Linked DNA regions of Cricetulus griseus: region 2 is linked to region 1. The links are chromatin contacts, called in public Hi-C maps. All regions are on one chromosome and are shown on one strand. The core of a region is the stretch at or near the end of the contact, and the rest is flanking DNA. Distances in the headings are between cores, read along the strand shown.

Region 1 (6,613 bases), core at 1,723-4,222:
AACATGGAAAACTAAAACCATTCCCATAATGCCCTAAGAATAGAAGCAACCCCATTGGGTTGACTGTTGTTTGGGTCCTTTAACTGTCAGCAACGCGCACCCCTCCAATTGGCTGTGATGCTTACCCTTAAGGTTTAAAGCTGGACTGAGCAAGATTGACAACAAAGCCTCATATCAAAACCAGTGTGTGCATGAAGAATAAGACGCATGAACTGGAGCTCTCAGCCCTGACAGAAACAAGCACTATTCCATTCACCCTCTTTCCCCCTCAGCACTTACACTACCAGTAACAGGTTAAATCGGGATTTGGCCTCACACACTGAACTTTCAGTATCTCAATAACTCTAGGCACTAACTACCCTTCACCATGGTACATTAGAGGGTTGCTATTCCTCCATTGTACAATAATGCCTTTAATATGAAATGTTACATTATTTATAATTGGTATCATTAATGTATCTTTTTATAGCTGTAAGTACACGGAGGTAGTATATTTAACCTTCTGTAATATACTGTATCTAGAAATGAAAATCTATATAATGTTAGATTTCACTTCTTTCAGGTTTACCCCTGTGGTATGATTTTTAAATGGATTGGACTGGAAATCCTGATCCTAACTTCAGATCTTGTTCAGCAATGACAAAATAAAACTGGACATTTGAGAAACATTCTTTTTTTCTTTCACTGAAGAACTAACCGCATTTGAATTCTATGGTAGAATCTTCTCTCTGAAACTTGTGTGTAATGTGGCTTTTGATAAAGCATTGGCAATAATAAAATTATACTCCTTTAGTCTGTCACACACAGGGCATCTTTTCCCGATGGTGACATCCATTTCCGTGGTCTTGGTTGTTGAACAGACCTGTGCATTACAGGCTAAGTTTAAGCCCCATTTTAACCATAAAACAATGACAATTGAGTACAGAAAATGAGGATTTGGGGAAAACATCTTGTCCCCAAGTAGTGACCATGTTTTGTTTGTTTGTTTTGGTTTTTTTTTTTTTTTGGTAACTTTTCTCTATGATGATCTATGGGCCTGGGCTTAATTTAGCTGAAGTTCTTAAGGCTTCTAACTGCCAAGAAACTTCAGTCACCTGGCTGTGACCTGACATGATGCTGGAGAGGAAACCTTCACTGGACTTGGGTAGGTCTGGAAAGATCAAACTGTGAACTCAGCATCAAAAACTGAAATGGGCCGGGCATTGGTGTGCATGCCTTTAATCCCAGCACTCAAGAGGCAGAGGCAGGCAGATCTCTGTGAGTTCGAGGCCAGCCTGGTCTCCAGAGCGAGTGCCAGGATAGGCTCCAAAACTGCACAGAGAAACCCTGTCTCGAAAAACCAAAAAAGAAAAAAAAAAAAAAAAAGCTGACCTGGGTGAAAAAGCACCACCCACTTAAAAATGGCCCCGGAGAGGTCGGATGAGACCTTTCTTTGTATGTACTAGTGCATGTGTTGCTGTGTTTATGAATATTTCATTTCTCATCCAAATGGATAGACAGATGATGTAAAATTACATTTTTGTTGTTTGAAGAATTAGAGCATGACTGCCCAGAGAGAACCACTGTAGAGACAGTAGGTTTGTGTATGTGTGTATAAGGTGTGTGGATGCATGCATGTGTGCACTTGTATGGCTGTGGTTGGGTCATTCTCTGAAAGGAGACACTTTGGGGTGCTCCAGCTTCACCTCTTGGTGGGTGGCTGCTTTCTAACACCCACTCCTCAATAGAATCCATGCAGCAGACTGCACTCGAAGGTAGAGATTGGGGGTGGTGGTGTTTACAGCATTGTTGGGGGGGGAATATCCGAAGGAAGTGAGGATCTGGCTGAATAAAGACAAACATCAAATGACAAGAAGAATAGTTAGCCTCCTCAGTGGAATGTTCATTCAGAGCAGTAGGTAGCTCACCTACCTCTGACCGTGGTCTACCAGCTGAACCCCGTTGGAGATGGTCATTCCAACCTCAGACTTCTGAAAATCTGGGTGGGATGCAAGCAAACGCAAAAAGAACATAGGTCTATGGGAATGAAAAAGAACCGAAAAGGAATCATAACTGTGCTGTAATAATCTCCTTTGCAAAATTGCGACTAATGAACTCCTCCTACTGGGTAAAGCTGAATGCTGGGATAAGGCCATGCATGTGTTTTTCTACATTGGGCATTTTTCCTAGCCTGTTTCCAAGCTTGTTTAAAGGGGAAACTTTCCAAGCTTGTTTAAAGGGGAAATTTTCTTTCCACAGTTAAGTATTCGCAACTCAAGTGTCTGTCCTGGCACCAAGCATAGATTTCCTCCTAGTAACGCTAGGTGGCAGCGATGTATGCTCTGAAGGCAACACCAAACAAGGCTCATTCAAACTGCTGAGGCCAGGCCTGCAAACTATTAGGGACTTTTCCGTAGCAGTCATACTGCTGCCCTTGCTAATTGTTCTGAGGACCTCGTTGGCGAGGACAGGAAAAGTGTTCGGTGGAGAGAAGGTAGAGCATAGATAGGAGAGCTGCAAGGTAGTCCTCCTTGCCAAACACCACCCTAAGTAAACACTCCTTCAGCAGCGGTGCTCCTGAAGTAGCTCCAGGGGCTCACTTTCTGTCAACTGGTAAAGAGGGCTATGGCCATCTGCCTATGTGCTTTGTACCTTGTATGGGGAATATTCCTTATTAGCTTACCGCAGAAGCGTTTGGAGGCAGAACCACTTTTCTGCAAAGGACTGTCCTTTCTCAGAGAAAATCAGAGCCGCATCAGAAGCCTGCTGGCGGCTTAATTAGCCATGAGTGTTTAGCCTGCGTTTGGTTATTACCCTCAGTGGCATCAACATCGCATATCAACATTGCATCATGTTTTACATCTCACCATCACAATCAGACAGGACATGTGTCATGTGCCTGTAGTCCCAGCTAACCCAGAAGCCAAAAATCTAAAATCATTTACCAACTAGTATTAACTTTGCAAATGTCCCTAATTAAGTTAACTAGTGGCAGAAAAGGTGCAGTTTGCAAAACACCAACGTTTAAAAAGCAGTTTCTGTACTATTCCCTAGAGATCTGCACACACATTAATATACTCGTCCTTTTATGTTTACAGCCAGAGTATATGGCCAGCATGCAAAATAGGCTTTAGTCTATTACCAAAGCAGAGAAGGAAAGGCCAAGCAAGGAACGGAGCAGTCTTGTCACTGTGCCTGTACCCAGGGAAGATAGCTGGGCATCCGAACTCGGAGAGGACCCTCCAACGACTCAGGGCCCTAGCGTCCACCCAGGCACCAGCAGTGAGCTTGGTCACCGACATCTAGCAGCTAGGGAAACCGAGGAAGGCCATCGAGGGACCGTGCCCTCGTATGCGGAGGCCGGGGGCAGCCGACCCTCTGGCCCGGCCCTGCTTCCGCGCCACCCGCCCTCTCCGCCCGCCAGGCGGCCGCAGGATTGAGGAAGTGTGTCTGGCCCCGTGGCGGCCAGAGCCTCTCAGGGTAGAGCACGGCGGGACCTGCAGGCCCCAGCCCGTTGATGTCGCCGGCCTGCTGGTGTCGCCGGCCGTAGCGCCCCGACCCCGCTGCCGCAGGTAAGTGCTGTCCCCTGCCCGGGGACACTACTGAAGCAAGCGGCCTGAGAGCCAAGCTTCACCTGCGATCCCCGGTCCCGTGCTCAGGTTCCCGCGTGCAGCGGCGGCAGCCTGCCCTGTGCCCTGCGCCCTGCGCCCTGCGCCCTAAGTCTCGCGTCGCAGCCCCCCCCTCTCCCCAGGCCGGCACCCCGCAATTCTGGCGGTCCCGTGCTCCGGACCCTAGCCTGGGACGGATACTCGCAGGTCACAGCTCTGGGGGCTCCGGGATCTCGAGGCGACCCGGGTCTCCTAGATGCTTCTCTGACTGCACCGCGACCCTCGCCCCTTGAAGGGTTAAGCGGGTGCGGTGCTGGAGCCCGGGGCCGGGGGACCCCGAAATCCCGCGCGGGATCGGAGCGGAATGGGGGCGGGGAGCAGAGTTCAGAAACAAAAGTAGGAAACGCCAAGGCGTCTACAAAGTTCTTTTGCGTTTGAAGAAAGCCTGACTTAACCCAGAGCGGGGTTCTGAACGTGTGTGCGCATGGGAGTGCGTGAACGCCAGTGGCGGGAGGCGACCGCCCAAGCGGGCTCTTCACGCCCTGGGCATCCGGGTGGTATGGGGTGGCCTGTAGGTCTTCCCCTCCTCCACTCCTGGGGAGCGCTTCTCGACCAGTGGTCGCCTCTCTGCGGCTACTGAGAAAAACTGTGCTCTCTTTTGTATGAGCCTGCTGTGGTCCCCAGTAAACACGAGGGCAGGAATCCTAGGAAAGCCAGGGGTAGCAACGACGATAGCAATGGAGAAACTCTAAGGATGCCAAGAGCCAGTTCAGCCTGGCTTTTCATAGTTTGAGACCGTTAAAGATTTTCTCTTGCATGCGTTCACCCCTGCAAAGACTGAAGCGAGATAACGGGTCGTAAGAGCTATGTTTTTAGCATACTCTCACCAAATACTCTCCTTTTTGAATGAGTTGGTCACTCGCGTAGTAGCATTGAAGGGGTTACAATTTGCACATTTTGAAAAACCTTAGTATTCAACTCTTTGTTTTTCATTGTCTTCGCTCATGTTCCAGAAAAAAAACAAAACAAAACAAAGCAAAACCAGCATACTAACACCTAATTTGTCCCTAATGGAAGCCTTTTCTCCACCCAGACTTCTACATCTCCTTAATAGCTTAGATATAATAATAGTGATAGTAATAACAATAATAATAATACCAAACCAGCTGGGGAGATGGCTCAGTATGTAAAGCACCTGCTGGTCAAGTGTAAGGATCTGAATTCAGATTCAAAATCTGCATAAAGCCCCATGTGGTAAAGGCTGTAATGCCAGCATCTGTAATGCCAGCATGAGAGGTGCAGAGGAGACTTCCTGGAAACTCCCGGGGGCAGCTAGCTCAGCATGGGCAACAGTGAAGAAAACAGTGGGAGTCTCAGACATGGTGTAAAGCAAAGACCAACACCAGAGGTTGTCCTATGTTTCACACACACACACACACACACACACACACCACAGAGGAGAGAGAGAGAATTAAAAATAAGAACCCTAGAAATTGTCTTCATTTCTCAGTCTAGTCTACTGTCTTGTTGGCTCCATTCCCCCAAAGGTATCCTGGTCCATTCTTTTCTTCCCATAGCCTCCTCCACAGTCCAAATTGCCCTGTCTCTGCTATAAATGATCACAACCCCTTCTGTCTTCTCTAGCTGCAGGCACGGTGACACAGGATATAGACATTCTTTGTTTCAATATTTATTCTTTAAAATTATTTATACATTTGTCATACTATTTCTTCCACCCCAACTCCTCCCATATCCTTCTCCCCCCTACCCACCCAACTTTATATTCTTTCTATCAAAACCCAAACAAAACACTAAATTAAGCAAGCAAACAAACAAATAAACAAACACAAAAAAACCATGGAGTCTGCTATGTGTTGATCCACTGCGCCTGGGCAGGGGCTAAAAGTGGTTTTCCCTATTCCAGCAGCTATCACAATTGCAAATAGCTTCTTGGTTTAGAGGTAGGACTTGTTGCCCACTTCCCCTTCTCAGGGCTGGGATTTCTGTCTGGTTTACACCTGTGCAGACCCTGTGCACGTGGCCACAGTCTCTATAAGCTCACGTGTGCCTCAGCTCTGTTGTGTTTCAAAAATGCTGTTTCCTTGGAGTCATTTACTACACGTTACAATCTTTCCATCTCCTCTTCCCCATAGATCCCTGAGCATTGAGGGGAGGGGTATGACAAAGACACCCCATGTAGGACTGGGTGCTCCAAAGTCCTATACTCTCTGCACTGACTAGTTTTGGGTCTCTGTGTTAATTCCCATCTATTGCAAGAAGAAGCTTCTCTGACTTGGGTTGAGCTATGTGCTGCTTTGTGGGTAAAGCCATGTGTCATTGGGAGCCATTTTATTGCTATGCCCCCTTAGCAGAATGATACCAGTGGGGTTTCCCCTAGGCAAGATGGTGGGCATACACTCTTAATGACTTCATGGGATTCGTCCCTCCTCTTCATGGAGTATTCAGTACTCTCTCCTTTCCTTTCATTCTAGCCGTACCCCACAGCACCAGGCCACTGCCCCTAGCTTCCCTGATGGGGCTCACTTTCCAATTTGAAGCCTCCACTTTGCTGCTCCATGTCTCTGCGTGTGACCTCCCGAGTCTTTTGTGACCATGCACTATCGACCCTGTCTCTCCCTTCCTTTCGTCTATATCCTCCGTCATCTATTTATCTTCTACCCACTTACTCAGGGTCTTTACTGGGGCTCCTTAGGACAGAGACTGCCTTGTTCACTGTGGCATCCTCTCATAACCATGCCAGGAGGCTCCTGTGTATGGTGGTAGGTACAGTGATGGAATAGTGCAAGACTAGCCTTAAGTTAGGTGTGGCTTCAGTTTGGTGGACCATTTCTGTCCTCCAGCCTTTCTGCACTCATGTAGGGTATCAAACAACATATTTTGACATCCATTTTTATAGGCACTAATATGATTCAGAAGATGCCAGAAGCACTAGAGGTAGCTGCAATTATAGGCTATCCATCATGGCCAGGCTTTGATTCAAGAAGGAGCTAGATGCTGTGAGTTTT
Region 2 (6,738 bases), core at 734-3,233, 310 kb after region 1:
AAGTCAAGAAGACAATTTTGGGGAGTCAACTCTCTCCTCCTACCATGTGGTATCTTTCTGGAGATCAAACTCAGGTTGTGAGGTTTAGCAACAATCACCTTTACCTACTGAGCCATGGGAGGGAGGGGGACCTTTTCATTTTTTTGTTTGACTTCTTTTTTTATTTTTGAGACGGGTCTCATTGTTCGTCAGATCTGGCCTGGACCGATTTGTGAAGACCAGGCTATCCTGAAGCTCACAGAGATCCTGCTGAAATTAAAGACCTGTGTCACCACATCTGCCCTCAATTTCTGATAAAGATACTAAATCATAGAACATCTGGGAGACAATTTTGACCTAATGGTTCTTAAACTACTCTGTTAGTCCACACAAGCAGCCAGCCACCTGCACTCTAAGCATCCCTGGCCACTCAGAACTTTTCTTGGCAAAATGCAACCTCTTGACTTGAGCAGCAGGAATGGTGGTCAAGCCATTCTGAGGCAGCCTCTGGTCACTCTCCAGGGCTTTTCACCTTTTCCCTCAATCCCTCACATGGCTTAAAGAACGGAGAGATCCGGCTATGCTTGTTCCCTTACAACATCTGCTGCTGCCTGAAAACTTAGACCAGGAATGGAACTTAAAAGCTAAAGTTATAAAAGTACTGGTTATAAATTTAAAACAAACAGCAACCAGTGCAGCCTTGCTCAAAAATGATCAGAGCCCCAGAACATTCGTGCCCTGAAACCACTCCTGTCACTGATTCGTGCCTGGAGGAATTCCAGACTTCAGCCATACAGTAAAGGTTTCTGTACTACACACACACACACACACACACACACACACACACACACACACACACACACACACAGGCACGAAGTTTCCACCAAATCCCTTCGCTTGAGTCTACACCCCTCTTGTATTTCAGATTCGCTGCAATGCAAATGCATTTCTAACCAAGTCCTCCATTCCCAAACCATCTCCTATCTAAAGGCTACTTTGGCTAATCCCTTTGTTAATCCTGAACATGATCGCAGCTACTTCTATGACTCATTTAGCTCACTAGGGCCCAGTTCCTTCCGAACATGCATACACCTCTGTAACTGAGTGAGGAAACACCAGAATGTAGTCTTGCATTGACTGAATCTATCACATTAGCTGTTTTTTCCTCAAGATTCTTTCTCCCTACTTAACAAACCCGAGTGAGCACTCTCACTAAAAGGAGTGACTCTGTGGAAATCTTAAAAGTGTGGCACGGAAGAGTCCTAGTCAGGTTAATTTAGGCGGGCTTTCCCTTTGCAAGGACAAAGTGCCTATTTTAGGGACTCAAATTATAACCTCTGCCTCCACTATTCCAGGTACAACGCTCTGAATTTCCCCACCACCTTATGGGAGAGACTCATCCTTTTAACAAAGACTCCAGGACCTAGAAAGCTTATGCGTCTTGCAGGAGATCAGGGTGAGAGGCACACCCTGAGAAGCCAGGCTACTCCATCTAATCCCAAAGCCTTGCCCTTGAGCGTTCGCTCTCCTCTAAACCCTGCTGCCTATGCCTGCAGTCGCGGGCACTTCCACGGAAGCCTCTTGAGAACCCGCCCGGCCGCCCGCCGGGATGCTGGATGCAGGAGATGGTGTCCACGCAAAGGGGGCTCACCTGTAGGCGGCCACGGCGCGGGTCTGCAGGTATTTCTGAGCGGTCATGACTCCCACGAAGAGAAAGTTCCTGTCACGCGGGACGCCCTCGGCGGCCGAGCTGTGCGGCCAGAGCTGCGCCCCGCGCGCATCGCCTCGCGCACCGCCGGGCTGCGACGCCGACTGCCCTGGCCGGCATCCCTCGGGACTGGGGCGCCGCCGCGGGCCCACACGCTTCAGCTCCGAGGCGCGGGGCAGGACGAGCCGCGAGGCCAGCACGAAGCCCAGCACGAGCCCGAGCAGCATGCTGAGCCAGGCGCGCCGGCCGCGCGCGGCCATGCCCGCGCCCCTCCGCCCGCCGGGCCGCTGTCCCCGCCGCAGGCTCCGCGCGCCCTCAGTCCGCCGCCCCCGCCCGCGGAGGCCAGCCCGCCCTAACGCCACCAGGCCCGGCCCGGGCAGCGCCGCGGCCGCCGGGCCCGCCGCGCCCATCGCGGCTCCCGAGCCGCCCGCAGGCCCCGCGCCGGCGCTTTGTTCCGCGCGCCCGCCCGCACCACCGCGGCCTGCGCCTTTAAGAGGGGACCATGCCCCGCGCGCGTAGCCGGCGACTCCGGCGCGAGGCGACAGCGGCTCCTCCGGCTCGCGTCCCCCGGCTGGCTCGGCTCGGCTCGCGCTGCGCCCGCCCTCTCGGTGCCCTACGCCGCCGCCACTGCAGCTGCACATCCTCCGGCTTAGCGCGCCATTGCAAAGGAGCCCCTCACGTCACGCACCGCGCGTTAAGAAGCGGCCCGCCGGCGGCGTACCGTGGCCCCTCTCGGGATCCGTCCGCGCATCGTGATTGGCGCAAAAGTGAATGGGGGGCAGTTCACGTGGCTAAAGTTTAACCAAAAAAAAAAAAAAAAAAAAAAAAAAAGGCGTCCGCCCCGCAGTCTGCGGCCGGCCGAAGGGGCGTGGGTTAGCATCCTCAAGAGCCGTGCGGGCGGGACTCCAGCCACCGCTGCCCGTTACCCGCGGCCACGCCCCCGTCACCCCCGGCCGGGCTCCGCACGTGGACAGAGTTGACCGGCTGGCTCCCCAGACGCGCCCGGTCGCCACGCCCTTCCCGCCCCAGGCCCAACTCCCGGCTCCGTGGCCAGCGCAGCCGTGTCCACACTGCAGCTTTGTACTCGCCATGCTGCGGGCGGAGCCGGAGCGAATACAGCCACAGTTCACCTGGGAACGCTTGGGGCACGCGGTTCTGGCAGCGAAGCGTGAATTTTATGGCCGGCCTCGAACTGGGAGACTCGCCTGCCTCTGCTGGCTTAAAGGATATGGAAGAGCCGTGGGTGAATTAACGTTAGATGATAAAAACACCCGTATTGAGTCCCAGTGGGCAGGGAGCTGGATAGTACCTCTCACCTGAATCCCTCATTATTCATAAAGAGTCGATTTATAAAACATATGGATTGTGTGGGGGGGGGGGTTCGCGTGCGCTCACGTGCGTTTGGTTCCTCAGGAAGCACCCACCTTGTTTTTTGAAACAGTATTTCTCAGTCTTGGAGGTCACCAAGTAGGCTAGGCTCGCAGAATGGATTTTTAAGTTGGGTACCAGTTTCCCCTGTACTTGGTCAGTCTTAACTTTTAGACATTTTGTTCAAACAAAACAACAACAAGCAAACAAAAACCGCAGAGAGGGTACCCGAGTGATGAATGTTTGTAAATACCAATTTTATATCGTAGTCACCAATGTGTTAGGGTTATAATAGCCAAGTAGCTACCTGGGCCTGAGTGATTTTTTGAGACAGAGTCTTCTATAGGCCAGATGCGCCAGGAGCTAGCTGAAGGTGAATATTATATTATCTTGAACTTCTTATCGTCTTGATTATGCAGCTGGAGTGGCCTGAATTCCAGGCCAGGGTGCCACCACCCTTGTTTAGTGGGTGCCACTAACCCCTGAATCTCTGATGTACTAGGACAGGATTCTACCCTCTGAATACGGCCCCAGAGCCTGAGAAATTCTCATTTAATCAAACAAATAGAAGACAGAAAACAAGCGTTTGTGGGGTGGGGGGCTATTCTTGGATCTCTTTTCCATGATTAATAGATCAAAAGGCTGAAATATTCCAACTGAAACGGCAAAGCTGTGCAAGGTACAGATTCCTCTCTGCCACTGAATGGTGGTTACTGGTCCTTTGGATCGTGCCACTTTTTTTGACACTTGTGATTTATTTCAGAAATAGTTCATTACCTGCCTCCCCAGACTCCCTCTGTAGGAGATGGTCCACATCTAAGAATAAAATATTCATTATGCAGTGAAGACAGAATTCCAACAGTGATCTTTGGGGGGAAATACAGAACACACAGCCATGAATTACAGTCTGGGAAACCAGAGAGAAAGGTTCCAGTAAGACCATAAACCACAAACGCCAAGAAGTCACCAGAGTCCCCAAATTCAGCAGCCACCCCATAATTCACACTGATTTACATAAAGTACAAATCTGGCAAGACACAGATGTTCAACTCTGTGACATAGTCAATGCCTTCAGTATCTTCTAGACTGCTTTAGACATGTCTACATTTTCTAAACAAGTCCAAATGAAAAGACAGAACTGTGTGATGGGAATATGCTGAGAATGTTGAACATCTTGTTCCCTGTTCCCTGCTTCCTAGAAGTCCCTCAGTTCCCAAGTCAACACCCTCACCCACCTCACCTCCTGATGAACAGAGAAGCTATGTGCTGAAGTTGCTCCTTGTAGACTTAAGGTTATTACATTTATTTAGCATGTGTCTCTGTGTGTGTTTATGTTCATGGTATGGAACACATGTGGAGGCCAGAGGACAACTTTCAGGAGTCAGTTCTCTCTTCCCACCACGTGGGGCCTGACAATGGGACTTTAAGTCATCAGGCTTGGTGGCAAGCACCTTTCCCTGCTAAGCCACCTCGCTAGCCCCTTCTTGTAGACTGTTGGTGGCTCACATCCCATTGGAGCAGGGGCTCATGTTGGACACACGTTTATCCTGGAATGGGATATGAGTTCTACACTGAGTCCCTACTTGGCCAAGCTCAGAGTCTCAGAATATGACAGTCCCTTGTTTCTATGTTGGTCTTTCACTGGCTGGAGCGCATGAAGGGTTCTAGACTAATGGTTCAAAATTTACTCAGAAGTGACAGCTCACTGACTTTAATATTTGCCTGAGTGCAATTCCTTATGACATCATTAAAACTGATCTCTGCCTACATTACATTTTCTTGTTAATTGCAGCTTTGTTCTCTCACATATTACATTTTTTTCTGCTGCTAATACATTGATTGCCTGTTTAAAACAGGTATAACATTTCATATGATTTGCCGCAATTTCTTGGAAACCTTCAGTAAATATCTCAATTGTTTGTTGGCAGCATGCCTCTAACAACTGACAGGGTTCCCTGTGTGGGTTTCTTTAAAGACACAGCAAGGCCCAAGCCTCAAACAGGAGTCTCTGGAAAAAAGTAGTCATCTTATCCAAAAAAATGTTCAGAAATGCCTCTTTTGTCCTGTCAGCAGGGTCTGTTTGCTTCGGGCAATCCACTAATATGGCCATTTAACCTCAATTAATCCAGTGGAGCTTTGCTTCATTACCAATACTACTATTAAACTGACAAGCAAGATCCCCATTAGCATATTGATTTTTCTAGCCAGGAGTGACAGCACACACTTGCAATCCCAGCACTTCCTTGAGAGGCTGAGGCAGGAGGATTGTCAGCTCAAGGCCTGGGGAAGTTGGTGAAATCCTGTTTTAAACTTAAATAAGAAAAGGAAGAAAAAGGGTTGTGGGTGTAGCTGAATGGTAGAGTGTTTGCCTATCACAAGGCCTTTGGGTTCAATTCCCAATACTCCTCCACTTTTTTCTCATTATTTTCCTCTATTTGGGGCATTTCCAGTCTGAGAAAGGAGATGACAATTGATTGTGTATTATGTTGCAGCTTCCAGATCCAACATTTGTTGTCTAGAATGTCCTTAGTGCTGTATCAGTCAGGGTTCTACAGGAACAAAATGGATAGAATCTGTATCTGTTAAAAGATTTATTAAAGTGGTTTACAGGCTGTGGTCCAGCTAGTTCAACAATGACTGACTTCCAATGGAAGGTCCAAGAATCTGGTAGTTGTTCCTTCCATGAGGCTGCATGTCTTAGCTGGTCTTTGGTCAGTGGTGGAGTCTCAAAGAAGTAGGTTCTGATACCAGGAGAGGAATGCCTTAACAGCAGGGTAGATGAACTTGGTATCAAGAGTGAGGGCAGCCAGGCAAACAGCAAAAGCTTTATTCTTTTATCTGGGCTGTGGCCCAGATTTGGGATGGGTCTTTCTGACTCAAACAATCCAATCAAGAAAAATCCTGCACAGCACTGGAAGTGTCCAGCTTCTTGGTTTTAGTTGGTTTCAGATGTAGTCAAGTCGACCACCAAGATTAGCCATCACAAGTGCCTCGTGTACTTGGCCTATTTATGAGTTCTGTATCCGGTTTTGTGATGCACACTTTTCCACCAAAAAAAGTGGTAGTGTAGTGGAGTGGAGGCCTAACAAGCCGTAGGAGAGAAGGCTTATGCTATTCATTAAGGCAGCATTCTGAATCCAGGAACATCTAAAGTATAATTCTTAAGATAAGAAAACATTTGTAGTGTACCTTTTGATCCACCCATGTGACACACACCTTGTTAATCTCCCATCACAACAATGCTAGGTCATCTTGTCTTATCACTCATCTGGTGGGTGTTGACTGCTGTTATCCAAGAAATGAAGGTCTCTCTGAGAAGCCAGAGTAGTAGAGTAAGACACATTTTGCTAGGGAAAAGCAAATCATATAACTCATTTGGAGGCCAAGTTTGTCAACATCACATGTTTACAAATGGCAACTGCGTTTTTTGTTTTTTCTTTTTTTTCCCCCGAGACAGGGTTTCTCTGTGTAGCTCTGGCTGTCCTGGAACTCATTTTGTAGACCAGGCTGGCCTCAAACTCACAGAGATCCGCCTGCCTCTGTTTCCCAGTTTTTGTTTTTTTTGTTTTTTTTTTTTTTTTTTGTGTGTGTGTGTGTGTGTGTGTATTTGGGTGTGGTGGTGTTTGGGTTTGGTTTTTACCTGTGGAGTGAGTGTGTGTTTGCCTGTGTGTGGGTGCATGTAT

The links. Hi-C and Micro-C count contacts between places; a contact is called where the count stands out from the background.
Region 2: a contact with region 1 is called in a Hi-C map of fibroblasts, with 3 times the contacts expected there. The contact joins the promoter of Chsy1 here to the promoter of Lrrk1 in region 1. A contact is called at or near these places in 2 of 8 Hi-C or Micro-C datasets (the CHO-K1 cell line and fibroblasts).

The regions. Positions count from the first base shown.
Region 1 is chr3:130,862,421-130,869,033 of CriGri-PICRH-1.0, forward strand. It overlaps Lrrk1 (leucine-rich repeat serine/threonine-protein kinase 1), which reads left to right and starts at 2,973. Exons shown (of 34, transcript XM_027408101.2): 1 at 2,973-3,551.
Region 2 is chr3:131,170,579-131,177,316 of CriGri-PICRH-1.0, forward strand. Chsy1 (chondroitin sulfate synthase 1) reads right to left here and starts at 1,984. Exons shown (of 3, transcript XM_027408100.2): 1 at 1,631-1,984. The coding sequence starts at 1,947.